Linked DNA regions of Rattus norvegicus: region 1 is linked to region 2. The links are chromatin contacts, called in public Hi-C maps. All regions are on one chromosome and are shown on one strand. Each heading gives the region's core, a stretch centred on a gene start, on an enhancer-like site or on the middle of the called end of the contact. The rest is flanking DNA. Distances are from core to core; before and after follow the strand shown.

Region 1 (4,966 bases), core at 294-2,793, 170 kb after region 2:
CCAGAGTTCATTAAATCCTCAGCATGAACTTGCTCTGTGGCTAACACTTGGTCAATATCTACCCCCACAGTATTTCACGGTCTGTCTCATTAATCTACAAGGTCTCTAAAGGCAAAGATGTCCTGCTCATCTTAACACCTCTGATGCAGAAGTTATATTTCATGACAGGTGAGCATCCCTGTTGGCAAGGACGGAAGAAGCCCCTGGACCACACACCTAATTCAAAAGCAGATGCTGAGAACGGAGTCAGATCAGATCTAGATGCCTGTACTTTAGACACAGGTATGTGAATGAAGAATGATTCACAGAACAAAAGAACCTGAAACCACCCAGCTGGACAGAATCAGTTGGGACACATCTGATATGATAATTTCATGAGAGTTTTAAAAGATCCCTAGACCAACCCTATTTCCCCCAAATGTATATAAGGCACAGTGACCTCATGTTAGCGACTTACCTCCTTTTGCACCTGTCAGCCCTAAATAATTCTCATATCTAGGCTAAAAATTACAGTGTACCTGAGCCCTATCCAAATTTCTCACAAACTACAGACATGGAAGAATTTATTTAATTTCATCCTTAAATAAAATATACTTTTTATAACGTTAATAGTGGCAGAAAATTCTCACAGAAGTGATGGGCACTACCAAGATTAGCACAGACATCTTTGTGAAGTTTCAATCACAGGTCAAGAGCGTTTTTACATCGTTTCCTACCAAGTACCAGAAAATTTAATGAATCAGAAGTAGCGTTGTAGCAAGGCCATATATTGATCTATAATTATTCCATAAAGCCCTGGGGAGAGCACTAGATTTTGGCTGTCTCTCAAGGCAGTAAAGACAAACATGTGAGTGCACTGTGCTCGTGCACACAAACACATACACGCACTTCAAATCTTAACCTCTCAAAAACCCTTTTGGTTTGCGATTCCCCAAAACTGGAAAGATGTGCAAATTCATCCGGTAGCCAGAAGTAAACGTAATACAGATGTATCATAAATTACCACCTCTTTCACGCTTATTCACTCTCATGATCCCTTTCGCAATAACTTTTTATAAGTTCGCAATTATGATGCTGTATATATATGCAGTGCTACTCTTCAGTCACCCTGACGCCAAGTCTGCAACCATTGATTTGTGCTACAGTCCTCCCTGACGAGCCATTCTGGTGTTGGCTTCGCTTTCTCTCCCTAGCCTCAATTCTTTAAACAGGGGTATATTAAATCATCAGAAAGCGGATGTTAAAAGAGAAACCCTCGGGGCCTCTGCAGCTAAAACAGCCACCTGGGAGCCCCACGATTCCTGTCCTTCCACTTGCAGCTCCAGCCCCCACGCCCCCTCACCCACTAGGAAGGCCTCCTGTCCTTCAGACTCGAGACTCCACACCCACACGGATATACACCTTACCTTTATTCTGCTTTAGTCTCCTCAGCTCTTCTTCAGAGAAGCCAGCCCAACCCTGAGCCATCCGCCTAGCCCTAGGCACCCAAAGAGTGCCCAAATCCCGGCGCGCAGATTGCCAACACAACTCCACAGGCACATCCGGGTTCCTTCAGTGGATGCGGCGAACAGCCAATCAGAGCGCTGAACTGTGGCGCTAGGACCCTCTCGTCATTCGGGGGCCTGCGCCCCTGGAGCTGTCCGAGCGATGCCTGAAGAACCATCTCGACGGACCGCACCACCACCGCCTTCGTCTCCACTCCTGGGCCTCTGCTACACGTTCCAGTTCTTCCTTTTCCATAAATTTTGGCAAGATGGGGACTATGGGAATGAGAAGAAGGGCTGATGCAAACTGACAGGGAGGCTTTGGCAGAGGAGGCCTAAAGAGGGCGGGTCCTGTCTGACCAGCTGGGCGGAGTCAGTGTTGCCTGGGAGGTGGGCTGTACCGGAGCATCCTTGGCTTGTAGATTCTAAGTCATGGAGAAACATGGAGTAGGGGTGAGGTATAATCAATGGCCAGTTCTCTGCCAGACAGTAGTTATCTAGCAGATTTCATTTTCTTATTTCTTTGATGAATGAGACTCAGTACCTAACCCTTATACCAAGAGATTTTGCTGGTCTCCAATTCACAAATCCTCCTGCCAAGTGCTGGGACTATAGAAAGAAGTGCCGCATCACCACACCACACTCAAGTCCTAAGTGATGACTATTTTTGGTCTAAAGCTGTCTTCTTGAGCTTCCATTTCAACGTTTTAAGTAGAGTTTAGAAAAATTAAAAGCTGCAAAACTTGTCAATGTATGCCTAAGTCAGCGTTTTTTTTAAACCGACTAATCGTTTCTATTTTCATTATTTTTACTAAAACCCAAAAACATTACATTGGCTACATTGAAAATTTAAAAGTGTATTAATTTCCAGCCTAGGAGTCAATGTTTTTAATCAAGTTGAAATAAAACAGCATACCGTAAAATATGACACCAATGATTGGAATGAGCAGTTCAGTTTAGATAAGTATCAGAAAAAGGTTCGACATCTTTCTTATAATCTTTAAACTTTGAAATTCAATGGGTTTTTCCCAAATTCAAGGATGCCACACATGCTTATCTTAAAGATGAGTTTATTCTCACTATATTTAAAAGGTAAAAATAACCATCTAAAAGGATTAGTTTTGTTCAAGTTTTGAACATAGACTAAATATGTAAACAGGTATACGCTGACTACAGGATAAAGTGTAGCAATCTGTCACAATCTGGTAGCCGATTCAGCTTACCCTCTGCACACAATAACCGTTTACTAGTGACCCAACAGCAATCTTAAACCAATGTGTGTGCTCTCTGTTACATTTTATTCATTCATTTTCTATGAGTTTCAAGAATTATCACTAATCTTAATAGAGTCAATAATGATGGCATTTTAAAAGGTTCTGCCTTGCTTATGAATGCAAATCAAGGCACCAGCAAGAGATAATAAAAGCCAATAAAATCCATCTGTATAAAGTTATACTTTCCCATTTGTAACATTCCAAATCTCCTTTTCCTTGTTCTGTTGGCCCTTCCTCAAGGAGCCCACTTTTACAATGCTGTAGGATATACTGGTGGAAACTCAGTTCCAAAAGTCCTTGTTCTGTAGGAGAATTTTGTTCTGAGTTGAGGGAATATCTCTAGAAGAGTTTTGCTGGAAATCTCAGTCATGTTAAGCCAACTATATTTAAAGGGAAAAATTTCCCCATTTGTGTAAAAATCTGGATCCTATACCATATACACCAGGCGTGTTATTGTTTCCCTTACACACAGAAGGCTTCCTTATTTGCCAGAGCAGTAGGCTGTGTTTTTCTAATCTCTATATGTTCAGGCTCTTAACTAGTTTGTTTTCAGTTATCTGTAAGAAACTCAGTCTTGAGTAGCTATATTTTGTAGTATTTTCTTTTTATATTCTTTTAAGTTCCATAATGTACATTTTTGTATTTAAATATATATATATTTGTATATATATATATATATATTTCAGCATGTTTGTGTGTTTATAAAAAGGTATCATATGTGACAATTTGGACTGTAATATTTTTCCCCGGTTGATTCTTCACTAGATGATTGGTGTTTTTTTAAAACCAAAAATCTAGAGCCAGATGTGGTGCTCCATTCCTATAATTCCAGCACTCAAGAGGCTGTGGCATGAGTTTGAATCCAGTCTGGGTTACACCGTGAATTAGAGACCACCCTGGCTGTGATGTGAGACCCAGTGTAAAACAATAAAAATAACTGATATTTTTTTAAAAATAGAATTGTGTGTCTAGTGCATTTATAAAACTGAGCTGCCCGGCCGGCTCAGGCGATTGAGGTACGAGCTGTGGAAACTGGCATCGTGCATTCAATTCCTGGTAACCCACATGAGGGTGAATGAAAGAAGTTCGTACAGAGTGGTGCTCAGATTTCCATCCCCATGGCGTTGTATACACGCCCGCACACATCCTCCCACACAAGGTAACATTCATAACTTGGGAAATAATTTCCGACTTCACTTGGAATAAAATCCCAGATCCTCTATGATCCTACGTCATTGGCCTCCTCCTCCTCCTTCTAGAGTAAGCTGTCTTTCTTCACTGTCCTTAAACTCCAATCGGATGGATTTGCTCGGACCTTTAGAATGCCCAGGGCTTCTCCCTCCTCTCTGCCGGCCTAGCCAGAGCTTTCCCAGTCACCGTTCCTTAAGCTGTTCTCTTCACCTTGTCCATTGATCCTTCCTGCTTAAGTTATGGTCCTCAAGTCCACATAGGCTTTATACGACCACACTATCTAAATACCAGCCTCCTATTTCCTGCACTTTTATGACTTATACAGCACTGAGTGTAATATCTAGGCGGTTTGTATTTTACATTTTTATTTTCTATCCCCCAGTTTGATAAGAGTTCCACGATATAAACTTTAACCTCTTATTTACCCAGCATAAAACAGACTAGCAGCTGCTAAAAACCAATTATGTATTAAAAGAACAAACCTTTCTAAGTTTAATGTTCATTTATAACATTTTCACATTTAATGCACTTGAGATTTCTTTCTAGAATGAATTTCTATGGTGCTGAAAATATGAAATATTTTTTTATTCTTCTTGCAGCTTTGAACTTTTTAGTTAATAAACGCATTTTAACTAGTTGAGGAAAATCAGAAGGGCCTTTATTATTTTTTAAGGTCCGATGTTAGGCACCTTCTTCACTCCAGATAGATAGAATGGAAGAGTAAGGCTGCTTTTGCCTCTCAGTTTCTGAGAGCAGTCAGTGTTCCAAGGTGAAATAGAAGGCATGGCAAAGTAGCTTAGTTTACAGTGGCTGCAGTATACGGCAGATGTTGGTTTAAAAACAAAATCCCAATTGCTCAATTTTACCAGTTGAAGACTCAGGAGCCAGATGCTGGGATGAAAATCTGCTAGCTCAGAAAGACAGGGAAGTCACCCAGTTGACTCCTCCACAACTAATATCTCAGAAGGACAAACAAACAAACAATTCTCCCACTCCACAATATCTTAAAACAAAACA
Region 2 (4,643 bases), core at 1,311-3,810:
ATAGGAATCCAGGTGGTCGGCAGATGTTGCACCAAGTACAAGACGGTGACTTAAGTGACTGAGCTTGGGAAACACTGGGAATGTTGGATGTCCTGATGACCTTGACTGTTTGGTAGGATCCTCAGGCACACCCGACCTCTCATTTTCTGTTCTATCTGATCCCCTTCCCATGGTTTCCCCCGTTTAGTAAGTTGGATTTTGATTGGAAAGAAGGCCCAGTTTAAATCAGATCTGGAAAGATTCTTAGGTCTAAAACTTTGCCCTCTCTTCACAGCATGCACTCCTGGTCCTGTTCTGCAGACTGGAGAGACTCGTCAGCCTCGGCAGAGTGCTCATAATTACACATGGAGCTGTTGCCAGGCAACCTTGATGGACTTCAACATTTTCCATTTGCTATTTATTATTGGAGGTATTAACCTTGCTTGTCTGATAAACAGTATTTATCAGTTAACCCCAATTACTATTCTTCTCAAAATTACACACGGGCACACAAAATTTGGTAAATATTATGTATGGTTATTCTTTGCATTGGTATGGGGTATTTATAAAGAGTGTATTGAATGGTGTTAAATGATATAAAGATTAACCTTAATTTGATTTTTATCGGCAATTTTGTTACATGTTAGTATTTTCCACTTTGTAAGAGTCACAGGAGCCTGAGTGGCCTACTCTAACTCCTGAGTTCGTTCGTTCGTTCTTTCTTTTAAGATTTATTTATTATGTATACAGCGTTTCACCTGCATATACACCTGCAGGCCAGAAGAGGGCACCAGATCCCATTACAGATGGTTGTGAGCCACCATGTGGTTGCTGGGAATTGAACTCATGATCTCTGGATAAGCAGACAGTGCCCTTAACCTCTGACCCATCTCTCCAGCCCTAACTCCTGATTTCTAAGTTCAAAATATTTTCATCCTTCTTTGCTTAATGTTAGTCTTAGGGATTTAGAGAACAAGACATCAGAACTTCTGGGAACTCTTAGGAATTTTATGTCTTAGGTTATTCTTAATGTACTTCTGACCTTCTGTATACTCTTGGCTCATTATTATAGACGTCTAATGGTGTAAGTACGATAAAATATTTGTTTAATAAATTCATTAATAATAATGTAAATAGTAAATATGGCTTGGTATCATTAAAAAAAAAACTATAGTCTTTAACTAATGTACAGACACTAGAAAACACCAGAGAACATTATTTAGGATACTGAAAGACGCTGATGGTCATATCAGCTAACATGAATAGCAACTGAATCACATGCTGGTGAGAACAATTTAAAGATCATTTCTGTTTCCAAACTCTTATTATTTCTTGAAACACTACCCAAAGAACATGACAAAGACTCTGATTAAGCCTACCAGGATTTAATTTATTTACAAGAATGACTCAGTATGAGCTGCACACGGGGCCATGGACACACATCGGGACCATGTTAGCAGTTCCAGGCAGGGCTGACATCAAGGTCCTTTCTCGCTGTACATCTTCTCATCCCCCTGCCCAGGTAGCTAAAGTGCCAGTCTCAAACTCTCCTATGTGATCATTTCCTGAGAATCCTCTAACTTGGCAACCTCTCTTTATTAAGTTTAGTTTTCTCAGGAGATTTTGCTTGGGATTCAGGATTAGAAAAAAAATCAGATTTTTTTTTAATGTTGAAAAGAAAAACCCACAGGGATACATTATCTAAAACAGACAGCATTATGGGCTCATGGGCATTTGGGTGGAGCACTTTGGTCAAATTATTTGTGTTCCAAGAAAGAGGAAGGCAACGATTAAATAAGGTTTTCAAGAGCACCCCCCTCTTTTAAACTGAAGAGCACTTGAAAGCTTATACTAGATAATGATCACTTTACATCGAATTAAAATGTACCCGGACCCTAGAAGGAATTATTACTAGGAGTTAATTGCAAGTCGCAGGTTTAGAGTGTCTGCGGCTGTCAGGTTATGGCTGCATGGAGGCCCTCATAAACAAGAAGGAAGCTGCCTAACGTGTCCTCTCCAGACCAAACGGACATGTGTTTCTCATTTAAACATTTCATTGCCCCAACTGAAAACAAATCAGCTGTGTCCTTGGGATCTTAAGGGGAGAAGGTTGGGATTTATTCCTGGCCAAGCCTGAGGAAAACATTACCCTAATGGATGAAATATGTTTGCACTGAAGGCTTCTGAAAAGTGTTGAACTAGCCTCTCCTAACTTGAGCTCCCCTGCCTTGGAAAGAGAGGAAATTCAGAGAAGTCCATTGGCATCAGGCTAGCTTTGTCTTCCTGTGAGGAATGGCGGGTAAACCTTGCTTTGCTTTAGCTAAGCATCTCAAGTAGTCACTGTCCCCAAGATTTACACACAACCCCCACCTACCTTCATCAGAGTGGTCTACCAATGCCATCCTGAGCTATAGACAGTAATTGAAGACCACTTCCTGTTATCTCAGGTCAAATTCCTCAATCAATTCAATGTTGTTTCCTCAAAAAAGGTTTCCCTGATTTCTCAATGCTCAATGTGGCCAGCAAGAACATCGGTTCAAGGAAGATTATTTCTACATTGAAAATAATGGTCTCCTTAGGTCTGTGAGCCTATTGTGGAGGAATTTTGGCTTCCTTTTATGGCTTTTAACCCTGACAGAGCACAGGAAATAGGAAAATAGATTTATTTTCCTTGGCAAAATTGGAGGATGCTTGGTTTAGCAATCTGGAGGTTTTTAAGAGTTCAAGCTGGGCAGCACAACGTGAAGCCACTGTAAGAACTATAGGTCAGATGCTCCAGTGTCATTAGGGAAATGCATCACCATTAATAGTCTTCTTCTTGGTTCTGTGTGATAGGACTGCCAACAAGCAAGATAGCTGACTTCTCCTCTTCTCTTTTCTTTTTTCCTCTTATTCTGTTTTTCAATGAAAAGACTTAAAAGTTTAAAGAAATCGGAGAATTGAAAAGTCCACAGTGTATCCACAGGGCAGCACTGGTAGGAATTCCCAAAGCTTGTGACTCGCTCATGCTGCTGTGATGTCTCCCTGGCTTTGAGACAAGGAAAATCTAGTGTAAAGAGGAGATTAGAAATCTGTCTTCATACAGGTGATGGATTTACATTCAGAATGAAATGTAGATGTCACCATTTTGTAACTCGGATTTCTGAAGGCTCCATCTTCCAGGAGATGAGCCAATATGTGATTCCTATCTTAGGCTTTGCCCCTACCAACAATCAGACTTGTATCTGTCAGTAGAGCAGCACATTTTGGTAGAATAATTTGAGAGGTTAATGTGTGGTTTTATCTTCTGGCTTTCATATTTCATAGTATGAAGAATACCATTTAATTTTTTGAATCTTATGAGCAACCCCTCAGCTTTCTTCTTCTTCTTCTTCTTCTTCTTCTTCTTCTTCTTCTTCTTCTTCTTCTTCTTCTTCTTCTTCTTCTTCTTCTTCTTCCTCCTCCTCCTCCTCCTCCTCCTCCTCCTCTTCCTCTTCCTCTTCCTCTTCCTCCTCCTCCTCCTCTTCTTCTTCTCCTCCTCCTTCTCCTTCTTCCTCTTCCTCCTCCTCTTCTTCATCATTTTGGAGTGCAGCATGAGATCTTATTTGACAAGATAATTCACATTGCTATGAAATATAAGCAAATTGTATCATATTGGGGAGTCATTGCTGTTTGTAATTTATGCCAGCATTATCATCCACCAGTAAGAAATTGTGTTTAACTTTCAAGAAATATCAAAATGAACATATGAGCAAATTCACTAAGATAGGTGTAAGTACCTATCATGATCACCATTTCCCTATTTTCAGACCCTAGTCAATGTCCTTCAGGCCTTAAAGTCAAGTATACCTATATGCTAGTCTCTGAAGACAGACAAATTTTACTTTTGGTAAGGATTTTCAGTTATTTGCGTGAACTAATGTATGCCAAGAGATAATATTTCAAAATAACTTCCCATTATCAAAATTTATAAGGATAATATTTCTTAATTGTCTTTTCTAACTTTCTTTTAAACTAAAATTAAATATCTCATTTGGTGCTTCACTTTACCATCAATAGAATTACCTATGTTATTAACAATACATAGTAGTTTTTCACAAACCTGATGTGCTGCCAGACACCAGTCTTTTAGACAAAAAAAAATTAGTATGTTTAATCTTCATTGTCTATTTTACTGAACTTAGAATTACCTAGGAGATAAACACATCTATCAGGGTCTTCTCAGAGAGGTTTAACTGAGGAGAGTAGATTTCCCTGAATATGGGCTGTGCCATTCCAAGAGCTAGGGTTCTGACTTAAATAGTAGGAGGAGTAGAGAAGGAGAGAAAGAGAAGAGTGGAGAGGAGAAGAGAGTAGAGGAGAGGAGAGGGGAGGGGAGGAGAGGGGAGGGGAGGGGAGGAGAAGAGAGAGGAGGGGAGGGGAGGGGAGGGGAGGGGAGGGGGAGGGGAGGGGAGGGGGAGGGGAGGGGAGGGGGAGGGGAATAGGAAGAGAAAGAGAAAGAGGAAGAGGAGGAAGAGAAAGAAAGAGAAAGAGAGAAAGAGAAAAAGAGAGAAAAAGAGAAAGAGAGAAAGAGAGAAAGAGAGAAAGAGAGAAAGAGAAGAGACTCACTTCTCTCTTGTTTGTGAGTGTGGATACAAGGCGTCCCAACCTCTTCAGTCCCCCTATGCTGTGCCTTTCTCACTATG

The links. A called contact is a pair of places that touch in the nucleus more often than the background predicts.
Region 1: a Hi-C map of the A7r5 cell line shows a contact between it and region 2, with 4 times the contacts expected there. The contact joins the promoter of Gorab here to the enhancer-like site in region 2. A contact is called at or near these places in 4 of 12 Hi-C or Micro-C datasets (the A7r5 cell line, the Rat2 cell line, Schwann cells and 1 more) and 1 of 1 datasets of contacts at active chromatin or transcription factors (oligodendrocytes).

Annotation. Positions count from the first base shown.
Region 1 is chr13:78,293,945-78,298,910 of GRCr8, forward strand. Gorab (golgin, RAB6-interacting) reads right to left here and starts at 1,544. Exons shown (of 5, transcript NM_001100563.1): 1 at 1,407-1,544. The coding sequence starts at 1,467.
Region 2 is chr13:78,126,086-78,130,728 of GRCr8, forward strand. It overlaps the pseudogene LOC103692020. Among named protein-coding and RNA genes, the nearest start is that of Prrx1, 76 kb to the right of the region's middle. Within about 2 kb of position 2,561, at least 6 of the 93 cell types and tissues checked have an H3K27ac peak or open chromatin away from gene starts, as enhancers often do. A contact at or near this core is called in the A7r5 cell line, where this site is marked.